Linked DNA regions of Mus musculus: all the other regions are linked to region 3. A link is a contact called in public HiChIP or PLAC-seq and promoter capture Hi-C data. All regions are on one chromosome and are shown on one strand. The core of a region is the stretch at or near the end of the contact, and the rest is flanking DNA. Distances in the headings are between cores, read along the strand shown.

Evidence for each region. Promoter capture Hi-C pulls out the DNA fragments that hold promoters and counts their contacts. HiChIP or PLAC-seq counts read pairs in DNA pulled down with a chosen protein or histone mark.
Region 1: an H3K27ac HiChIP or PLAC-seq map of microglia shows a contact between it and region 3, with 6 times the contacts expected there. The contact joins the enhancer-like site here to the promoter of Bpi in region 3. A contact is called at or near these places in 4 of 39 promoter capture datasets (the 3T3-L1 cell line, the C10 cell line, embryonic stem cells and 1 more), 1 of 115 datasets of contacts at active chromatin or transcription factors (microglia) and 1 of 9 other capture datasets (embryonic stem cells).
Region 2: a promoter capture Hi-C map of hippocampal neurons shows a contact between it and region 3, with 2.1 times the contacts expected there. The contact joins the enhancer-like site here to the promoter of Bpi in region 3. A contact is called at or near these places in 5 of 39 promoter capture datasets (3T3-L1-derived adipocytes, the C10 cell line, embryonic stem cells and 2 more) and 1 of 115 datasets of contacts at active chromatin or transcription factors (pancreatic cancer cells).

Annotation. Positions count from the first base shown.
Region 1 is chr2:157,807,027-157,810,804 of GRCm38.p6, forward strand. It overlaps Ctnnbl1 (catenin, beta like 1), which reads left to right. Exons shown (of 16, transcript NM_025680.4): 7 at 2,439-2,530. Among named protein-coding and RNA genes, the nearest start is that of Ctnnbl1, 72 kb to the left of the region's middle. Within about 2 kb of position 1,410, at least 76 of the 459 cell types and tissues checked have an H3K27ac peak or open chromatin away from gene starts, as enhancers often do. A contact at or near this core is called in microglia, where this site is marked.
Region 2 is chr2:157,765,436-157,769,790 of GRCm38.p6, forward strand. The region is part of intron 1 of Ctnnbl1 (catenin, beta like 1); the gene reads left to right. Among named protein-coding and RNA genes, the nearest start is that of Ctnnbl1, 30 kb to the left of the region's middle. Within about 2 kb of position 1,751, at least 12 of the 459 cell types and tissues checked have an H3K27ac peak or open chromatin away from gene starts, as enhancers often do. A contact at or near this core is called in hippocampal neurons, where this site is marked.
Region 3 is chr2:158,256,705-158,260,823 of GRCm38.p6, forward strand. It overlaps Bpi (bactericidal permeablility increasing protein), which reads left to right and starts at 1,537. Exons shown (of 15, transcript NM_001356542.1): 1 at 1,537-1,720. The coding sequence starts at 1,591. Gm34571 (a long non-coding RNA gene) reads right to left here and starts at 2,275. Exons shown (of 3, transcript XR_866913.1): 1 at 2,147-2,275.

The DNA.
Region 1 (3,778 bases), core at 160-2,659, 450 kb before region 3:
TTTGCACATCATTGTGGAGGCCAGGAGATCCTTGTTGGATTTCCTGTGCTAGAGTTAAAAGTGGTAGACCCTCTGATATAGGTGCTGGAAAGCAAACCCAGATCTTTGCAAGAGCAATATGAACACCTCTCCTTAGCAGCCTTTGCCTCCAAAAGTTAAGATGAAATCCTTGTGGGGCCCTTTCTGCCCTAGGAAGCAAAGTTTTAAATTTGTGGGTGATCTCGTGTCAGCTTCCCTCACCCACTTCCTTCAGTGGAGCTGCAGGTGTTTGCACATCTGTGGACATTACAAAAAGGTATTTGCATTGAAAGAGCCAGTGTTTCCTTGTCTTTGGTACAGACGGCTTGGCTAAGTGAGTTAAAATACTTCCAGCGACTCTGCTGCCCGAGTCCCATTCATTTCAGTGCATTCTTCTACAGTCCTTTCCTTCTCCCTCAAATCTCTCCAGCTTCTCCCTTCGCACAGTTGCCATATTTAAAGTCATGCCTTTGGGCAGGCCGCTTCCTCCCTGGCTGCTATTGTGTTAAACCAGCGGTGGCATCTTTGCAAGCTGAGCTCCAGCAATGAAGGGGGCCGAGCTGAAACAGGAGTTTCTATGAGATTAGTTTCCCTCCCGGCTCCTCTGTGCTTACTGCAGATCTCCCTTGTAGTGCTAGACTCTTCAGTGTGGATTATTGTAAAGAAGAGGGAAGATGGGCACCCAGGGAGTATGAGAGGGGAACACGACAGCCTGCGGTTGGGAGCTGGCTCTAGTGCAGAGGCAGAAGTTGGCATTGCCATCTGTCAGCCTAATGCTGGATTTTGCAACATGGAAAGCTTATCAAAAGTCTTAGCTGGCTGTTCATAAAAAGGCCCTGGTGTGGTAGGAAAGCGCAGCTCTGGCAAATCTGCCTGGTCTCTGCTCAGGCACCTACCACACTCAGATTCATGCCTCCTCCTTCCCACTCCTTGGGTGCCTGGTGTTTCTCAGACACAGTACTGGGAGCTAGGGCAGATCAGGAGGAGTCAGGCATGACTAATACAAGGGTGCTCTCATGGGAAAGCCCAGGACAGAGGAAGGAGTGCCAGTGACAAGAGCTATGATTAGTGTCAGTAAGAACATCCTAGAGACTGAGAGCAAGGGCCTTGAGTGTTGCAGGGGAGCTGACTGGGGCCCTTGGCCTGTGGAGGAGTCCGTGGCTGTCTTTGGCTAAGTCAAGCGAGGCTGTGCTTCTGGAAAATGAGGGCGGGAGGTGGGGTTGGGGCAGTGAGATCAGGGAGTGAGTCTGTCCAGAGTTTGGAAGACCCTGTGAACCATGGCAGGAAGTGTGGCTTTGTTTCTTGTGTGTAACAGGAGATCATGTGTAGTACGAACAGAACAAGATAAAATGAACAAGTGCTTGATTGAGAGAGACTGTTTGGTCTCTTGAGTCCCTCTGCTGCTCACTGTCAGCATGTGTCCCCTCCCTCATGACTGCCCGATCTCCTTTCAGTGGCTCTTGAGGAACCTGGCTTGGGTGAAAGAAAGAGCCTGGCTCTTGAGGAGCCTGGCTTGGGTTTCTTTGGCCCTTGCTCCTTCAGAATCCAGGCACAGCAGCACGCTCTGGATATTATGCTTTGAGAACACAGAACAGTGTCTGCCTTGTGAGAGTGGCCTGTTGTAAGATAGGAAGCAGAGGGGCCCTGGAGGGAAGGAAAGCATTTGATGTGGTAAGGGCAGTGGTGGTTTTTTTTAATGCTCTTCTTCTTGATGTCATAGCATGTAATAGCTTTTTTCCCTTTGCCTTCTAACTTTTAATTTTCCTATTAAGTCACACTTTGACTGTTGTAGGAGATAGCAGGACCAATTATTTGCTTCCCGATAGCTGGCAGCTACCTCTGCCGTCATGGCCTTTCCCCTCTGCACGCGTTAGTGTGCTCAATTAAGAAGATCATGCTCACCTCCCTGCCAGTGTCTTGGTTTTCATATGAATCACAATACCACAATGTGTGTGTGTGTGTGTGTGTGTGTGTGAGAGAGAGAGAGAGAGAGAGAGAGAGAGAGAGAGAGAGAGAGAGAGAGAGAAGAGAGAGAGAGAGAAGAGACTACCTGGCCCTAGGAGACCCTGCCCTAGCCTGACTAGCTGCAGACCTCTGGGACTGAGCGTGCTTTGCTAGGCAGCTCTCCACCCATCAGCGTGCTCTGCTCTGGAGTCACCTCTATTAGCATAAAAACCCATCCCTCATCTCTTCTGCGAATTCCGTCATTTTCAGTTATGACTTCTACTTGTAACATAACTTGAAGAAAAAGGGGAAAAAACATAGCAACTCCTTGGTTAATCTAAAAGTGACAACAGCATCTGTTGAGTAGAATACAGGGAAGTGGGACAAAGGCTAAAGTGCTTGTCATGGGAAGTGGGCTTGATGCGAGTAGGAGCAGAGAGATGCTTTCCCAGGTGACTGGTGTCTGTCTCTTTCAGCTATTGTGGAGAATATGGCCGAGTTCCGTCCGGAGATGTGCACAGAGGCTGCCCAGCAGGGACTCCTGCAGTGGCTGTTGAAGAGGCTGAAGGTAAGGGAGCCAGTGGCCCTGCCACCCATATGTCTCTGCTCTGGCTGTGGCTGGTGCCATGGTGTCGATAGACATCCTCCGACCTCCACATGTCTAGTTTGGGAAGTTTCTGGCCCTTTTGTTGCTTGTCTCCATCCCCAATAATCTTTTTGAGTTCTACTTTAAAAAAGCATCTGTTGTTAACAATATCATATATATTCTTTTAGAAAATTTCTGAACATACATAGGAGCTAGTGTTGTATGTTGACGTAAAAAGAATTATATAATGTTTTCTTATGCAAATTGTTTTTTCACTGAACTAATGATAGCCTAGTGTTCCATTGGACAGAAGTACCAATATTATTATTATTTTTTTTTTGAAATAGGGATTCATGTAGTCCAGGCTGGCCTGCAGTTCAGGAGACTTTGAACTCCTGATCTTCTTGCCTCTCCTTTCCATGTGCTGGGATTACATGTGTGTGCCTCCCTGCCCAATTTATGCAGGAGTGGGGATTGAACCCCTGGCCTTGTGCATGCTCAGCCATCACCCTAACAACTGAGCCACATCCTTTGCCGGGCTCTCAGTTTTAATTTTGACTGTTATAAGCAGTTTATAGTGGGTATCACATCTGAACACTATTCTGGTGCACTTAGCTTATCTGTGTGTTAAACCCCTACTAGTGGAACATTCAGGCCATAGGGTATTTGCATTAACGTTTGAGGCAGGTGTTGTAGAATTGTCACCTGTCAAGTTTGCCCTGCTGGCCACTCCCCTGTTGCTCCCGGGAATACCAGGCATCAACATACTTAAGGCTTTCGTGCACTTAGAAGTGAACATTGATGCTAGGCTACTTCAATTTACATTTTTAAATCAAAGAATGTGTATTGGCTTCCAGTTGCTTAGTAGCCATTCATGGGCTTGGGGAAGTGGTCCAGCAGGTAGGATGCCTGTACCCAGCTGTAGTCCCAGCCCTAGGAAGTGGAGGCAGAAGGATCAGAAGTTCAAAGTCACCCTCTACTACACAGTAAGGAGCAGGCCGGCCTGGGCTGTATAAGAGCCTGTCTCAAAACAACAATAATGACAGCTATTTGTATTAATTTCTTTTAGCTTTATATTTGTATCCTTTATCCTTATTTCTGTTGTATCCCTCATTCTCTTTCTTAGCACAGAGTCACCATGTTTTTAACTATTACTGCTGTCCCATCGAGTAAATAAGAAAGGAAGGGAAAAGCCATTAGCTTGACCAACTGTGTGATAGGAAGGCTACT
Region 2 (4,355 bases), core at 501-3,000, 490 kb before region 3:
GTGTAGCCTGCAGGAGCTTCAGGGTTCATGCTACAGGCAGTAACTGGCAGCTCTGTGGCTCCACCTGTTGAGCTGTGTCTCAGGGGTCTTAGCTGGTGAGTACTGTTCCTGGCAACCAAGGGCGGGTTACCCTTCCCTGTGCACTCCACTGTCTGAGCCAAGCTTTCTATAGACTGCACTTTTGGCTTGTCAGTCTGGCCCTTCCGCTCTCTACAAACTCCCAAAGCTCATGGAGGGCTGTGGCAAATTAATTTCAGGCTGAGACTTGTGGTTGTGCCTTTGTTCCCCAGCTTCCAGGGTTGTACAGTTCAAACAGTGGGTTCTCTTTCAAGATGCCAGGTCCCTGTACGTGGAGTCAGTCACAGAGACAAAATTCACTGCCAACCTGTCTGCCAGAGCACTCACTGTCTCACTAACCTGGAAATTGGTTTGAAGCTCATGAGTTCTGTGTGCTTCTCCTAAAGATAGTGGGTTTGTTAGTGTCTCCCCCACAGAGCCGCCCAGCTTACCTTAAGGTCTTCTACTGCCCACCCCACCCCCCATGCTGGAAGCTGGTGGTTGGAGCTGAGTTGGGCTGGAGCCTCTTTAGTGCGTTGCCTGTCCTCTTCTCCAGCTTTGCAGGGATCCTGCCTTCTCTTTTTCTCTCTTTGCAGTAGGTTCTGTTGTTTCCTTCTGCTGACCGATCTCTTGAATCAGGTCTTTGGAGGGAGATTGCTATTTTGCCATCTTACCTTCGGTTTTGATGTTACCATATTTCCTCTCATTGTGGACAGTAGACTGCCCAGTAGTTACCGTGGCCTCTGTACTTTTATTGATTGATTGGTTGATTGGAATGGCTGGGGGCTCTATATTTTGGGGTAACTTTCCCTCAGGATTTGAAGAATTCTTGGTACCTTTTTTTTTTTTACCTTGGAAAGACAGGTAGATGTCGTTGGTATAGTGTATAGCACAGCAGCCTTCCAAAAATACAAGTTAGTAGATGGCCACAATTCACTGATATTTTTCAAGTTTTAATTCTTGTGAATTTGCAAAAGCAAATTATATATGCACTTAAGTATTCCCTAAAAGTACGTGTGGCCTGCTGGCTTCTCTTGCTGGTTCAGCACTAAGTTTACATGAGACTTTTTGGGAAGTGGTCTGTTTAGTCGTCCCCACAGCCTTTTGGTGGGTGGAATTTTCTGTCTCTGATTGCTTTGATCTCTAATTATGAATTTTGGCTTATGGTAGTTGCAGTGGAAGAGACTATGAGCCTTTTCAGTTGTGCCTTGAGCAAATTTGCAAGGGAGCCCTGATGTTAACTTTGGCAGGTTTCATGCCTGCAAATATTGATTGAGCCAGAAGTCCTCACTGTAAAATGTCACCAGCGAATGTGCAGTCGGTGCAGGCAGGGGGAACTCATTACCGCAGCTCGTCTGCAGCTTCTGGGTCAGGCCTCTCACTACCATCTGGTAAGAAGGAATGTTTGAAAACTACCTTTTATTCCGACAAAAGGTAATCAGGAGAGGTTAACAGCCGATGATTTCTGAGCAGTTCAGATTGGTTAGACCGATCTGTCCCCAAGCTCGGGCTGCGACATTCCAAATGTCTAATTATCTCACGGGGTATTAGAACATTTTAAAATGATGAAATCCCAAAGTCATGGTAGGAGGAATTTAATTATGTGCATGCTCCCCTCTCTCCTCTGTGCCGCACACCCCTGCTTTCCTATTGGAAGCGTTTACTCCGAGGAAGAAAAAGCAGCAGAAGAGGAAGCGGCAAATGGGATCACTGTCTTCAGATGAAGCTGATGGTTAAAGCCCATATGTGAGTCAGGCTAGGCTTGTCCTTCAAGGGCAAGGACCAGGGAAGGCGACTGATTGTAGGGCGGCTGAGCTTTCCTCGGTGTGGTAAACTGAAGGAAGGATCCAAAGATGGGGAGGGACACTTAGGGAGGACTATGTGTGGTCCACAGAGGTGTCCGGAGAGTCCCAGCCCATATCTGCCCAGAAACGTTTTCTAAGAGAAATCAGACGTCAAGTAGATGACCATTGTGTGACATGGAAGATGCCTGAGCCCATAGACTCACTCTAGTGAGAGCCCTGGCAAGGGGAGGTCAGGCATTTGCTGTCCAGTGGCTACAGAGTCAAGTAGAGCTCAAAACAAACCAAAGGGGGAAAAAACATCAGGAAGCGAGGTTGTCATTGACTCTCGCTTATGTATCCTTCCTCTTCCTCTGTCACAGCTGCCAAAATACAAGTGGGGAAGGTTACCTGGTAAATATTTTTGATAATCAAAAGTACCCTCCCTTTTATTTTTGTTATTTTCCTCCAAGTGATAGTGGGGATTGAACTCTGCCACTGAGCTACACGTCTTGCCCAGGAACCCACATTTTAAAGCCTATTTATGTTCAAAGCCTCCTTCTACCTTGCTGATTTTCAATCAAAGGTGGGGAGCTCTGTGGATAGCACCATACCCTATGCTATAGAAACATCACCTTTATGAGTAGATAAATGCTCGGAAATGTCTATGAAGGGGGTTATTAACCTCCATTTAGAGTTAAGTTACCCTCTAGGATTCAAGTAGAGGGAGCAGGGTTTGAGTTTAGAAAAGCCTGACTGCAAACCCATTCTTCATTTAGGATAGCATTGTTGAAACAGAGCTGATCACTGGCTCTGGCCATCAGATGATGTCTGCTAGCTACATACATCTCTCCTCTCTTATCGTGGGGGCCAGTCCATGTTCTTATATAATAGGAGCTTGGCCTACTGACTCGTGGTGTCCTCAACATTCTCTTCTCTGTCTTCCAATTAGTCTTGGGTGAGAATGGAAAAGGAAATGAGCCTTGCACTCTTGCTCACCATAGACAAGTTGGGTTAGAATTCCTAGTTAAGACATTTCTGTCTTACACTTCATACTTCTGAGTTCTTCCTAGCGTTTAATACTTGAGCAACAGCATATCACACCTCACTGGATAGACCCTTTTCTGAGGTTATCTGAGCTTCTTGTTGCCAGGTGAAGAATTTGTGGTTTATTTCAAGGTCATGAAGGGCTTCTATTGATGTTTTCTAGTTCCCATATGGAATTGGGTGAGTTTTTTTTCCCTCTGTCATTGTGAAAGTGCCTTTCATGAATTATCTCCTGAGCCAGGTAACTTGGAAGGCTGCACTATCTTTAGACACATGAACATGCATTTTTACTGTTGTATCCCAGTGCACATGTGCTGTGCATTAATAATTGCACTGTACCTTTTCATAATTTATCATAATGATACCATTATTGCTTACTATAGAAGTTCTTTCCCCACCCCCCACCCCTAAGTCTAATTGAGGTCGAGACAGACCATAAATGTGATAATACAGATTGCACGCCCAGAGGAAATGGAGTGGGTTTCATAGTGGAGTTTTAATTTAGGCTTCGTTCTGGTGATGTAGCCTCTTCCTATGGTACATTACTTTGAGTCCAATATAACTGCATGTTCCCACAGCCCCTCATTATAGCTGCAGCTTCTCACTGCTTTTTAATTAAAAAAAATAGAGAGGGGGAAATGAAACCTAAAGCCTAGGTTGGATATCGTCTGGGTACACAGGGAGTACTGCAGGCGGTTTGCTTACTTAATTCTTTAACTCTTTCAAAGCTTCTGTGGTGATGTCTTGATTTCACTTTCCTGGGGTGAGGTGGGGGAGGGTGGAGAAGTGCATGCTTGTGTGCTTACACACACACACACACACACACACACACAGAGAGAGAGAGAGAGAGTAAAGTTACTGAAAGCCTTAGGCATATTTGTGATCTCGAGGCCTCCATGAGCTTTGAGAACAGCCAGTCCTTTCTTGTGTCTTCGAGAGGCCCCTGACCGTGTGATTGGGTGTTGGCAAGAGTTCCACCTTCTGTGTGACTGACCGGGGAAGTAAGGAGGCCAGAGAAGCACTTCAGGGCTCATATTCTGTTTGGATCAGGAGAAGTTAAGATTTAATCATTTCTCTCGTCCTGTGGGCAGCTGAAGCAGAGAAATGACTTTATTAAGAGCAGTCGCTTTTGTCATTCCTTCATCTTGAGGGATGCCAAATACCTACCGTTCAGGGACCAGAGCAGATTAGTCTCCAGAGGTGACTTGTAAGAATGGCTTAAGCCTCTTGAGATTGGCCGTGTGAGACACGAGGAGAGTTTTCGTGGCCTGAGCCTCTGACCTCTGGCAGACTCTGGTGTTATGCTCTCTTTTTTCGATCAACAGTTCTTTGATTCCCCACAGTGAAATCAGTCTGACAGCTCTGAGTTTCTCCCATGCACTCGTGTGTGTGTGTGTGTGTGTGTGTGTGTGTGTGTGTGTGTGTGTTGTGTGTGTGTGTGTAATCAGTTGCTCTCCCAAGGCTACATAT
Region 3 (4,119 bases), core at 287-2,786:
TAAGAATTCCTGGCGTCTCCCCTTCACCGCCTCTTGAAAGCAGGGTCCTTTACAAATATCATTGCATAGGAGGAGCAATATCTGGCAGGTCCTGTGTACACAGCTCTGTGTTTCTTCCGATGTTTGGAAGGCAATGTCTCCTAGCTGGGCAGATAGCAGGAGGATCTGCTTAGAAAGAAGTGATGAGGGAAAAAAAAGGAAGGAAGGAAGGAAGAAAGAAAGGAAACAAGGAAAGAAGGAAGAAAGGAAATGAGCCCTCAGGAGGATAGGAGGATCCCGATTTTTAGACTTCCATAAAATCCAGGGGATTGGGGTGGGGCGTGAGAAACCTTGAGCCTCTGAAGTCCAGCCCCCTCTGTTCACCATGGAGACCGGGCCACTCCCACTCGGGGCCTGAGGCTGCTGCAGAACTTCACAGCCCTGCATGCAAAGCTGAACTAGATTGCAGGAGGGGAGGGATGGGGGTGGGGGTTCCCACCTTGCCCCTCCAGCTTAGCGCCTCCTGCTCCTGATGGTGTTAGAAGTATCTTGGCTCTAAGAGAAGCCTACTGTCCCCTCAGAAGCCTCAAATCCTGGTCCCTGAGAAGGAGGGGTGAAATGTGTGAAAACAGATATCTGGTTAAGAAAACTGGGTTTAGGAAACGATGGAATATTGAAAGCCGGGGGAGAATGTATTCAGAGAAAGGGAACTTTCCCGGGCTAACCAATAGGATCCCATGTCTGATAGGAAAACAAACAGGCAGAACTAACTATCTATGCTTGCCAGGAAAAAAAAAATGGGACAGGCGAAAATTAAAATATGTTTGGTGTTGTGTCTTGGAGACGAGTCCATGTAACTGATTCTCGTATTTATTTCTGAAGTTCCGGTTAAGGCTCCCATCTGGATTCTCTTTCTCGCAAGGCACACTATGCCTGCTTTCCCTACTGGAAGGCCATCCTGTCCTCACAGTAAGCTAGGGGCGAAGGTGATAGTCCCCCCCCACCCCCCACCACCACTCTATAGGAGAGGAAACCGAGGCACAGAGAAGCACAGAGAGGCTGAGACCAGCCTTAAAGAGTAGCTGAGATGCCAAGGACAAGACTCCAGAATTAGAGCACTAAAAAAGTACCCCTGCAGCCTGGGATGGGGGACACCTCCAAAGGTCCCGTTTTTTAAACAATTTACTACGGATACAACCAAAGGGATAGGAACTAGAGACAGGGAGTCTCCGTGTGGTCACCACCCAGCTTGAAAGAAAGCCTTACATGAGGCGAGGAGGACGCAAGAAAAGGATGGACTGCTTAGGAAGAGGAATCCGTCCCAGAGCCACAGGTCTCAACAGGCTCGCGCGTGCTGGCATGGGTGGGCGCGTGCACGTGCACAGCACATGCGCACATGCCCATGCTCGCACAGACCTCTAGGCTCCACTGGGGCAGCCCCTGGACTGGTCCCCAACGTTGATGGGGAACCGCAGCTGCCCTCCCCCTCCCGCCCCCACGGCTGCCTTCCTCCTTCCTCTTTCTACTACTGCCCTGCCCTTCCCCAGAAGGCTTCTTTATAGGTCTCAGGTTCCCATCCGAGGCCTTGTGGTTTGGGCTGCCCTAGAGGACATGACCTGGGCCCCTGACAACGTGCGGAAATGGTCAGCCCTGTTGCTGCTGGCCATCATTGGCACAGCCCTGACAGCCGCCACCGACCCTGGCTTCGTGGCCATGATCTCCCAGAAGGGTCTGGACTTCGGTAATTGGATGCCTTTCTCTCTTCCTCCCCTTCCCTGACAGGGCACTTAGGGTGCACAGCCCTTTAAATCGGATGCCTGGCAAGTTCACTGCTTCCCCCCCCCTCCTATTTTACATAGAAAGAAACTAAGGCACCGTCTCATAGGACTAGAAAAGTGTCAGAGCTGGGACTGGATCACACTACTCTAGAAGATTCCAAGTGCCCCGGGGCTCTGAGGGTCCCCACGGTCCCTTCTCTCTACACCGTGACATTTCTAGGCCTTTTCTTTCCAAAGTCAGTCGTCTGCCTTACCTCCTTTGTTAGAGACTAAGCAGGCAGGGGGTGCCGGGGGGCGCCTCCAGTGAGATGTACACACACTGCGGGCAGACTCTGGGAAAGCTACCCCAGGCTCCTCCCAAAGGCCAGGCAGGTAACAACTCCGCTCACCTGCTTCTCTGCCAGGCGCCTCACAGATCCACCGGTCCCATTCTTCCATTGCAGGACTGGGTGGGTGGGACACAGCACTCCTGCAGGTGAGGAGTCTCTAGCAAAGGCGCTCTAGTCCTCACTGAAGCCCTTCTTGGGGCCGCTTAGTGCTGCCTCCTGGTGGCAGAGAGAGGAACTGCAGAACTCAGGGCGATCCTAGTTCAGATCAGACCAGGTTGGGTGGGGGGGCGGGGCAGGTCCCAGGGGATCTGCTTTCCTATCCCAGAACGCATGTTCCAGGCCATGCAGGCCATCGCAGGGATGCAAACAGATTCCCCCATGAACGTCGATGAGGATATGGTTGTGTTTAAATCCAGAGCTGGTGTGTGTGTGTGTGTGTGTGTGCGCGCGTGTGTACATACATGTCACATGAGTGCATGGGTGACTGACAGCTTTTGTGGGAGCAGAGGCTCAGCTCCAGTGTCCCATGTGGCAACTGGAGTGAGTTTTTAAAAAATGCAGCAAGCCTATTATTCATTTGTATGCCCACATCCAAAGGTTGAACTTGGGGAACAAGAAGCCTTGATCTCCCATCTTGACTCTACCATATGTCAGCAGTGAGCTCTTGACCAGAGCACTAGGGTGTGGGAGGGAAGGGAAGGACCCCCTTCCTAGGATTGCTCAGCTTGGCAGGGAGCAGTGCTGGTGGATGGGAAGACCCCCGTGCTTTTTACTGTTACTACTGCTGGTTATAATGGCATCTGGGCTGGTTCCTGGCAAACTGGAAGCTACCTCAGGTCACCTCTCTGCCTCCCTCTTCTCCCCTCGGGGGCATGGTTGCCTGTTAATTGGTGCTGTTAGCCACATGATCACTGGTAGCAGAATTCCTGCCTCTGGGACATTCATTTATTTACCCAACAAATAGTACATGCCGGGCACCACGGTAAATACCAGAGACACACTGATACATAAAAGCTGGCATGGCACCAACTTCGGGAGATGTCCATTTAGCAAGGGAGCGTGACATCAATCAGAGTCGTGGGAACAGATGCGTAGTTACAAAGAATGGGTGCTCCAAATGAGACACTAAGGCTGTGAAGATGCTAAACGTCTGTGTCAGGGAAGCTTCCTGAAGAACTGGCGATGGAACAGAGGAGAAGTTGAACAGGTGGCTAGCAGGAGCCGCGTGTGCAAAGGTCCTGTAGTCAGAGTCTGGAGGCTATAGAGGTGTTCATCAGTGGGACTGCAGTCCAGAGGGAGGTGTGGAGAGAGAGATACTTGACCGACTGTTTGGGGTTGTTACATCTGAGCAGGATTGACAAACTACAGCCCGCAGGCTCAGTGTGGCTTGCCGTATATTTCTGAATGACCTATGAGCTAGGAAAGTTTTCGTTTGGGGATGTGTGTGCATACATTACAACGGGGGTGGGTACACCTGGGAGCCAGGGGGAAGCTTGGGTGTTGTTCCTCAGGCACCGTGCACAGCGTGTGTGTGTGTGTGTGTGTGTGTGTGTGTGTGTGTGTATGAGCATGCACATGAGCGCATACGTACCCATGGATGTGTGTGTGTGATGGTGCTCATATGTCGTGCGAAGGCCAGAAATTGACACTGGGTGTCTTCCTTGATCATTCTCCGTTTTAAATTTTGAGGCCGGTCTTCAATCCAGAGCTCTCTGATATAGCTGTTCTAGCTCTGGGACCCCTGTCCGTATCTCCTGAGCACTGGAATTACAGACGAGTCACCCCACCCGCCAGCTTTATGTGGCTTCTGGGGATCTGAACTCTGGTCCTTTACTGAGCCATGTCCCCGGCATTTGGTTGTTTTAGAGGCAGGATCTTGCGGCACGCTCTTATATTGAAGCTCTCCTGCTTCTGCGTCCTCAGAGCTGGGATGAAAGGTGTACACATACATCCTTAAAGATGGTCTTTGTGGTTCAAATGGTTGAAAAAAAAATCAAAAGAATGGTACACTGTCCAAGAATGACTATTCCAGT